Linked DNA regions of Muntiacus reevesi: region 2 is linked to region 1. The links are chromatin contacts, called in public Hi-C maps. All regions are on one chromosome and are shown on one strand. Each heading gives the region's core, a stretch centred on a gene start, on an enhancer-like site or on the middle of the called end of the contact. The rest is flanking DNA. Distances are from core to core; before and after follow the strand shown. Region 1 holds the start of CHMP4B (charged multivesicular body protein 4B). Region 2 holds the start of RALY (RALY heterogeneous nuclear ribonucleoprotein).

Region 1 (4,774 bases), core at 642-3,141:
TTGACAATTCTAGCATGTCTCTTACATTTGAAAAAGTGTTTCCAACCTGGAAAGTTGGGTGAGATGGACTCTCTCATCCTCTGGGAATAGTTACCTATAGGTGCAGGCTGGGGTTGTGGCAGCTACAGCAACAAAATATCAAGGACCACATTCAAAACTTGTTTTTGTTTATATGTAGATAATAGTCTGGGAGGAGACAAGACTAATATATGTGAAATAATAGAGAAGTTCCATTAAGCTCTCATTTATCTGAAACTGTTCCTAGGCAACAGAGTCCAGGCAGGAAGTGATTAAAAAAAAAAAAGAAGTTAAGTTTTTCTTCATAGGCAAGCACTTCAGCTCCTCATTCACAACAGGTGTATTTAGAACTGGTTTACTAATGCAAAAGACTGGAAGAAGCAAATTAGATTTGTGGGCTTGAGGGAAATATTAGCTACTAGACACACTGATAATAGAGAAATGATTCTTGACAGTAAAAGACAAAGGAAAACAATGATATGTGAACCCATAACCAGTTGGCCTTTGTAATGAATGGGCAAGAAAATGAAATAAAAACAACCCTCAATACTTCTGCTACTTTTGAAAGTTTTGAGTCTTGTCCTGGTTTAATTGCTATTGTGCATAATGATGACCTAGAATAAAATACACATTTCTGAGCACCTACTGTGCTAGGCCTATGCTAAGTAAGCATCTAACACTCCCTATCTCACACAAGCTCAGAGGTGGTCCTGTTATCTCCAGTTTACAGTTTTGGAAAGGGTCGTACACAGAGGAAGGGAAGTAACGTGTCCAAGTAAGTATTCAAGGAGGGTTCTGAACCTTTGCAGTCTAGCTTTGCTGTTAGAAGAGAAGTAAGAACTAGGTTTCAAAGAATCAGTTAGGTGAATAAAGCATAGAAAGGCATTGCAGGTAGAGGAACAGCGTATGTGAAGACATGGCTAGTAAGTTAAGCTAGTCAGCCACTCCATTTCTGAGTCTTGGTTGTTGCTGTTCAGTTGCTAAGGTGTACCTAAATTTTTGCGAACCCCTTGGGCAGTAGCCAACCAGGATCTTCTGTCCATGGGATTCTCCAGGCAAGAATGCTGGAGTGGGTTGCCGTTTCCTCCTCCAGGGGATCTTCTCCAACCAGTGACTGGCCTGTATCTCTTATTTAGCAGGTGAATTCTTTACTACTGAGCCACCTGGGAAACCTGAGTCTTGTTACTCACCTACAAAATCGTAAGTATATCCTAAAGGAGATCAGTCCTGGGTGTTCACTGGAGAGACTGATGTTGAAGCTAAAACTCCAATACTTTGGCCACCGGATGCGGAGAGCTGACTCATTTGAAAAGACCCTGATGCTGGGAAAGATTGAGGGCAGGAAGAGAAAGGGACGACAGAGGATGAGATGGTTGGATGCCATCACCGACTCAATGGACACGGGTTTGGGTGGACTCCGGGAGTTGGTGATGGACAGGGAGGCCTGGCGTACTGCGGTTCAAGAGGTCGCAAAGACTCGGACACGACTAAGCGACTGAACTGAAAATAGTAAGAGTATTCTCTCTCACAAGCTTGTGATAATTAAATGTGATAATGCAAGTAAAGCACTTTTCACAATGCTTGGATCATAGAAAGTGCATAACTTTACTTACTGTTTTATAAAATATTCTTACTTCTCTTCTTGTTTTTCTACCCGCCCCCCCCACCACAAAACTAGTTCCAAGGAGACTACATTTCCCAGCATGCAATCCTGCCCTTTGATCCTAGCTAGACCAAAAAGACGCGCCGCCGAGTGCCTTCAGCCGGAAGACTATAGCCTCCCGGCATGCAGCGCGCCTCCGTCCATTAGCTTTGAAGCACGGCCGGCGCGTTGCCCACCGGGAGTTGTAGTCAGCGGCGTGTTTCCCTGACGCCTGCCGGGCCGGGCGTGGGGGCCTGTGGGAGGTGGCGCGGTCGGGCCCAGCTGCGGGGCGGAGGTGGCGGAGAGGCCTGCGGCGGCAGGGAGTGCCGGGAAGAAGAGCGGGTGCCGGAGCCGAGCCGAGCCGAGCCGAGCCGAGCCGGAGCGGGCGGCGCAGGCCGGCGCGGCTAGCAGCAACCATGTCGGTGTTCGGGAAGCTGTTCGGGGCTGGAGGGGGTAAGGCCGGCAAGGGCGGCCCGACCCCCCAGGAGGCCATCCAGAGGCTTCGGGACACGGAGGAGATGCTAAGTAAGAAGCAGGAATTCCTGGAGAAGAAGATCGAGCAGGAGCTGACGGCTGCCAAGAAGCACGGCACTAAAAACAAGCGCGGTGAGTCGGCCGGGCCCCCTCTGACTGCCTTGGCCGGACTCTACCTTCGTCAGACTTGCTCCAGTGTTTGCTCGGATCCTGGAACTCTTAGCTTGTCAGACTCCCTTCCTTGCCTTCCTGGGTCCGGGACCCTTCCCCATCTGACTCCCTTCAGTGTCTCCCGGAGCCTTGGACTCATCCATCATCACACTGTCATTCCAGCCCTCTCGTCTCAGGCTCTCCCCACTCTGCCAGGCCCCTTCAGACCCTAATTTCACAGCACTTCTTCCTCTTCTTCTTCCACCTTCACTCTCTTTCCCTTCCGCCTTTTCCTCCTCCCTCTTGCCTGCTCTCACCCCCCAACCCCCCTTCGCAGATGCTGCCGTTGCCTCCTTGGCTCATTTCATCCCTGCCTCCCAACACTTGTGTCCTTCCTGGTCTCACCCCTGCTCTCTCCCGATTCCTCTGTGGAGTCCATGAGCTGTCCCTGGCCTGTCCCCATCTCCTGACTCAGAATTCTCCTTGAAAGGCTAGATGGAGAGAAAAGGGAACTTGGGGAGAGGAGACTCCCTGGTTCCCGCTCTGTTCACTTGCTGAGTGAACTTGAACAAGTTACTTTTCTTCTTGAACCTCATTTCCCCCGTCCATGAGGCAGGGTTTGTCCTCTGTAGGCCTAAAGTGCCTTCCAGCTCTTGTGATTCACTTCTTGTTGCTTTATCAGAGTTTCACGTAGCGCAAGCCTTCACCCGGTGACTCACCGCTTCTGGATCCCTGTGTACCAGAAATAAGGATTCCTTTCCTCTATTGGCCCTGACTCCTCCCCCAGTTCCCACTATTGTGGTTCTGGGCGGGGCTGTTGAACTCTGAGGCACTTTACTTACTGTTGTATGGCTTTCTGGGCTAGTGGTTTGTATTCCTCTTAAGTCAGTGAATGTAAAAATGCTTTAATAACTATAAAGCAGTTTAGAAATATTTGATTTTTCTCGTTGTTACGACAATAGGAGGGTGAACCGTAGCATGACAACCCTTCCCCTGAGAAACTGGAAAGGTGAGAGGGGTTTAGGAGCTTTACAAACAAGTATTTAACTGAGAAATCTGCAAGTCACTAGCTGTGTGACCTTGAGCTTGTGAATTTACCTCTGAAAGGAAGATCGTGGATTTACAGTGCCCAGCATATAGTAGGGTTAATTAGATGTTTTCATCATTCTAACAGAGGAGTGGAATAACCCATCCTGAGGATGCTCATTTGCTGATGATAGTCAACAGATACTCTGGAAATTCTTTTGCATGGTATTCAGAGGGTAAACAGAACACAGCTTCCACCCTTATGAGGGAGAAAACAGGAATATAGATGAAGAAAATATTGTCTAGTGGTGGAAAGTGCTAAAAAAAAAAAAACCAAAACAGATTGGGAGTGATGGGCTGGGAAGGGGTGCCACTCTAGATAAGGTGGTCAGGGAAGTCCTCTTGGAAAAGGTCAAGTTTGAACTGAACCTTGAGAAGTTACTAGTTCTGTAAAAGTCTAGGGGAGAAGCCTTCCTGGCAAGCAGACAGCAGTGGAAAAGGCCCAGAGATTGGCCTCTTTTAAGAAACAGAAGACCTCTGTTTATGGAATATAGTGACTGAAGAGGAGAGTGGTATAATGTAAGTGGGTGTGGAGTGGACTTTGAACTTCCTGGTGAAGAGTTTAGATTTTATTCCAAGTGGATGGAAAACTGTTGGAGGGTAATTATGGCTGTCCTAATCATTCACACCGTTTTAAAAACACCATCGGGCCTCTCTTTGGAAAGTAGACTTGTGGGGGTGAGAATTGGAATGGGGGTTGAGAATGGGAGAGGGGAGACGGGTAAGGACAGAGGCAGCTGGGCATTTGCAGCTTGGACTCCAGTTGTAGTTCCAGAGATGGAAAGCAGGGTTAGATTTTGCTGTCTTTAGCATTTTTCTTTCATGACTCTCCCTCAGTCCGGATCCTCTGTTGTTCACAGAGGTAGTGAGAGTCGGTGTTTTGGCCAGTCTGCATTTGGGGAGGGCTTTGCCCATTGCCGGGTGGAGGAGGGCATCAATTTACATCATCTCCCATCTCCTGTGGTCTTTTGGTCTGGAGCTAGTTTTGTTTCTGCAGTTTCAGAGGTGATTGAATTGGCTTGCAGGAGGCTTGGAGAGAGACTGCCAGCCAACTATGAGACTACCAGTCTCAGCTAGCTGTGAGAACATTTTGGAAAATAGTCTGTTTTCTTGAGTTTACCTGAGAGGACAGGAGCTACCGCCCCTTCTTTTTAGTGTCCTCCGGGGGAAAGGTTGTATTTGCTTATAGGGACAGTGCTATGAGGTATTAACACCACAGCCTATCATTCATTCAGTCACTGATTGACTCAAACTGTGCTGGGACTTGGAAGAGATGAAAATACACTGTGCCTGCCTTCCTTTTGGAAGTGTGTGTGTGGTGGTGTGTGTGTGTGTTTAGTTTGTGTGTGAGAGAGAGGATGAGGACGAGAGAGGAGGAAGAGTGGGAAAGGAAGAAGGAAAGAA
Region 2 (4,774 bases), core at 1,659-4,158, 150 kb after region 1:
GACCTGAAGGAGGAGCGAGCCATGCCAGTATCTGGGAAGATAGCATTTGAGGCAGACACAAGAGCCAGTGCAAAGGCCCTAAGGTCAGCAGTATGTTTGGCATGGCCAGAGAACATGATGGAGGCCATGTGGCTGGAGTAGAGTGAGAGATGTAAGAGGAATACAATAGGGGATAAGGTCTGAAGAGTAGGAGGAGGCAGATCACACAGGATTTTATAGGCCATGATCATAATCCTCAGTGCCAGCAGGATGCCAGGAGGGAAGATGATGTCACCAGCATAGAGAAGTTTTATAATTGAAGCCATGAACAGGAAGGGATGAGTGCTTCAACTTTCCTGGTGGGGGCTGGTCAGAGAAGACCTCTCAGAGGAGGTCATCTATGAGTTGAGTGTTGAACAGGAGGCATCTAGGCAGAAGGGAAAGAGCAATTCAAGTAGAGAATGTGCTATATCAGAGAGAGCTAAGAGACTGCGGTCTAGTCAAACAAACATGGTAAGGCTAGTACACAGAAAGGGAGGTGAGGCACCAGGGAGCAGCCAGAAACACAGCAGAGGAGGCTGGCAGGGACCAGATTCATTAACTGGTTTTTGATTGACTCATTCATTCCCTCAAGTGTTTTATGAACACTGGGTTTATGCACTAGATCTAGTGACACAGTGATATACACAACAGTCTAAGATTCCTGACCTCATGGAACTTCCCTTCCAGTGCAGAACATGGGCAAAACCATGTAAACTGATCAATAAATGACAAGACTAAGAACTGCCATGAAAGACATGAACAAGAAGCCTAGTTTGGCAAACTAGAGAACATCTTTAAGGTGACTGTTCAGGGAAGATCTTTCTGAGGTTTTTTTTCCTAAACTTTTTTTTTGGGGGGGCTGTGCTGGGTCTTAGTTGCTGCATGGGGGATCTTTTAGTGGCAGCATGTGGGACCTAGTTCCCTGACTAGGGATCAAACTCAGGCCCCTTGCATTGGGAGCACAGAGTCTTAGCCACTGGACCAACAGGGAACTCCCAGGAGGTGATATTTAAGCAGAGACCTGAGGCATAAGAAACCAGCAGTTAGAAGGGGTGGGGGAAGAACACTCTTGGCCTTGGGCTCAGTTGTCACCATCTTTCAAATTTGATTTCTCTTCCTTTTGAAGCAAGAAACGGAGGTAATTAAACAACACAAGTGTAGCTTTAACTGCTGGTTTGGCAGAATCAGGAGGGGTTCATTTCAAACTTGGCTCTGTGCTCAGGAATCCAGTCTCTTAGGTGGGTTCTGGGAGAAGTGATGTGAAAAATCAGTTCAGTCGCTCAGTCGTGTCCAACTCTTTGCGACCCCATGGACTGCAGCATGCCAGGCTTCCCTGTCCATCACCAATTACCAGAGCCTACTCATACTCATATCGGTCCCATCGGTGATGCCATCCAACCATCTTATCCTCTGTCGTCCCCTTCTCCTCCTGCCTTCAATCTTTCCCAGCATCAGGGTCTTTCCAATGAGTCGGTTCTTCGCATCAGGTGGCCAAAGTATTGGAGTTTCAGCATCAGTCCTTCCAATGAATATTCAGAATTGATTTCCTTTAGGATGGACTGGTTAGATCTCCTTGCAGTCCAACAGACTCTCAAGAGTCTTCTCCAACACCACAGCTCAAAAGCATCAATTCTTTGGCGTTCAGCTTTCTTTATAGTCCAACTCTCACATCCATACATGACTACTGGAAAAACCATAGCTTTGATTAGACAGACCTTTGTTGGTAACGTCCCTCTTAATATGCTGTCTAGGTTGGTCATAGCTTTTCTTTCAAAGAGCAAGTGTATTTTAATTTCATGGCTGCGGTCACCATCTGCAGTGATTTTGGAGCCCCCCAAAATAAAGTCTCTTACTGGGATGTGAAAAATACAATCACAGAATCATAAGTCAGACGATGCATGGAGAATCTTATCTTTCCAGCCTTCAGGGAAGTCTACAGCTGAAGCGCTTACGGTCCTCGCGTGCTCTGGGAATCCACCCACTGCTCCGCGGAGGTTGCACTACTGATTTAGGTGAGTTTTCGGTAGGAGAAATATTCAGGAGGCAGGACAAACATCCGGATCGAGATCCAGTTATAACATTTCCTGCACCCCGGAAAGATTAAGTTACTCGAATTTAACATTGTTTTTCAGGTGTAAGTGTCACCTCCTCCCGCCCCTCACGGCGGCGTCTGCGCCCAGTCCCAACCAACAGCGTGGACCCTGGCCCTGTCCGCGCACCAGGCTCCCATGAAAGTGAAAGGACCTGGCGTTCCTTCCTACTTCTTCTCTTCCGCATCCTCCCGGCACCGCCCACCGACAACTTGTTTGGGCCCCCTCTTCAAGCTCCGCCCGCCTCCAGCCCTACTTTCCTCCTCCCGCCCCACCCCCATCGCCCTCCTTCCGGCTCCTCCTCAAGTGGCCACCTTCGGGTTCCCTCCTCCTGGTTCGGCTTCCGGGCCCGCCTCCTTCTGTCCCGCTTCAATCTCTCCTCCCTTTTAGGCTTTTCTTCAGCCCCCGTCTCCAACACCCTCCTCTAAAGGCCCCTACTCCCCCAAGCTCGCCGGGGCCTCCCTCCACTCTTGACCCCTCCTCTGGGTAGGCGCCGCCCCACCCACTCCCCCTCTTTTTCATGCTCGGCCTTCCCGGGTCTGCGAGACCGCCACTGCCTTCCATACTTGTCTTGCGCGCCTCTCTTCTCGGCCTTAGCACCCTATCGGCCCCGCCCCCCCTTACGCTCCGTACTGGTTTAAGAGAGCGTCTATCTCCTCCCGCCCTAGCCCCGCCTCCTCGGGCTCCCACTTCAGGCCTTCCTCCCCATTAGGCCCCGCCCCGACCCCTCCTTTCTCTTCTCCCCGCCGAAGCTCTGGACTTTTCCAAAGCTAGGTTGAGGGGGTGGGAAGAGCAGCTGCGTCTCGGGAGCCAGGCTGTTAGGGCGGGGCTGCGGACGCCGCGCGAGCGTCTCCAGGCTCTTCTCTGGAGACCTCGGCGGGGGCAAGGGGTGGCAGGGCCAAGGCCGGAACAGCGGGCGGAGCCGAGCTGAGAGAGCCGCTCCGGGCACCCCCACCGCCGCGCGCCTCAGTGGTCCGGGCCAAGGGAAGGACTCGCGGCTGCTGGGCTCGCACCGCTGTCAGTGCGGCGGGGTGCGCGAGCAGCGCGGGCGCAGGGAGGGCTGAGCCGAGAGAAACCGAGGGGGCGACGGGGGCGACTCCCGCGCGTGTGCTCAGCTCCTCACGCTGCGGCCGGGGCCGCTTTCTTCCTCCCTCCCTCGCTCCCGCCCTTCCGCCCGCGAGTGCGGCGGCACCGCCTCCTTCCGCGCCGCGCGGCTTCCTCCAGACCTCTCAGAGCGGGTGAGTGGGGGCCGCGGGCGTCTCCTTCAAGGTGCGGGGAGTGGGTGCTCCTGGTTCCTTTTCGGTCACCCACCTCTTCGCGCGGACCGCTGCCTATTTTTAGAAACTCTTTTCGGCCCTTCTGGGAGTCCGGGAGCCGGAGTAACTCCCAGCCCCCCCTCCCCCGCACCTTCCCCTCCACTCGGCCCCGCCGCCTTGGGTCGCCGGCCGGGCCCGCCCGCTCCCGCTCCCGGCCACCCTGGCGTTCCCTGCCCGCCTCCTCTCCGCGGGCCGGGCCTGGGCCAGGAGTTGGCGGGGTGGGCCTGCGCCCGCTCGGAAGTTGGAGTCTTTTGTGCTCGCGCCCCGCCCCGCCCGCCGAGGGGAGGAGGGGGGAGTGGAGGCCGCGCCGGGGAGGCCTCGGGCGGGCCCGGCCCCGGCTCCGGCCCATAGCTGGGGCATTTTCCGACTCTCCCTCCCGGGCTGGGTCTGCGGGGTCCCCGAGGCGCGCAAAACTGGACCCGCTTGGCTCCCTAAGGACCTGAGTGCCTCCTCGGTCCCCGCCTCTCCCGGTCCTGGGCTCGTGGCACACCTTGGGCTTCTTAGAGGAACAACAGCAGGCCCTCGAGCTGGGGCCGCGCGCCGCAGTTCACGCAGCCTCTTCCCGGCCGAGCCTCAGTTTGCCTTTCAGTGAACCGGGAGAAAGAAAGTCGCCTTGCAGGGTATTTTGTGGATTCAGGGAGGAAACTGATGTGTGAGAGAAGTGTTTAATACCAACAGGTAACATTTAACGGACTTGACGCAGGAACTTCGGCAGCTGTTCCATAGAATGCTCAAGACGGCCTTCTGAGGTTACCCCCATTTACAAAAACAGAAATCAAGGCTCCGAGAGGTTAAAGAATATGTTCCAAATCACAGTGTGTAGCCACCGAAGTGTAAAGCCGTAGTGCTGGTGTCTGTTATTTATTTCTTAGTGTGCGCTTGTGTAATCTCTTAGTGCAGAACGGATTTGGAGTCACATCATTAGATGAGAGACCTGTCTCCGTCCTTCCTCGTTCACGGGTCAGTGTCCACTATGGATGGAATTCCATCCTGGATCTGTGCGAGGCCGGAGGGAAAGGAAGTTCTTACAGATTTCTTGCTAATATTGCCCCTTAGAAGTGGATGGATACAGAGGACTCCAGATTTCCAGCATACTAAAGTTCCCTGGGGTTTTGGCTCAAGGAAGGCGTAGGTCATTTAAAGCAGTGAGGTCCATCTTTTGTTTATGGCATGTTCCTCCACATCTTGCCCATTCTATAGTGTTTAAAAGAAGGGGGAGCAGAAAGTGGCTCAAGTCAATTGCTCAGACTCTGCTGCTTTCAACTAGAGATTTATTTCTCTTATTTTCAGATAAGGCCCAGAGGGGTAAAAGTGGACTAAAATTAACTTTGGCAAGTGTTCTGGTTT

What was found. Hi-C and Micro-C count contacts between places; a contact is called where the count stands out from the background.
Region 2: a contact with region 1 is called in a Hi-C map of muscle, with 4 times the contacts expected there. The contact joins the promoter of RALY here to the promoter of CHMP4B in region 1. A contact is called at or near these places in 2 of 3 Hi-C or Micro-C datasets (blood and muscle).

What each region holds. Positions count from the first base shown.
Region 1 is chr2:61,583,662-61,588,435 of mMunRee1.1, forward strand. CHMP4B (charged multivesicular body protein 4B) reads left to right here and starts at 1,892. Exons shown (of 5, transcript XM_065921840.1): 1 at 1,892-2,266. The coding sequence starts at 2,077. ZNF341 (zinc finger protein 341) reads left to right here. Exons shown (of 16, transcript XR_010661471.1): 16 at 1,155-1,790.
Region 2 is chr2:61,728,938-61,733,711 of mMunRee1.1, forward strand. It overlaps RALY (RALY heterogeneous nuclear ribonucleoprotein), which reads left to right and starts at 2,909. Exons shown (of 9, transcript XM_065921844.1): 1 at 2,909-3,349.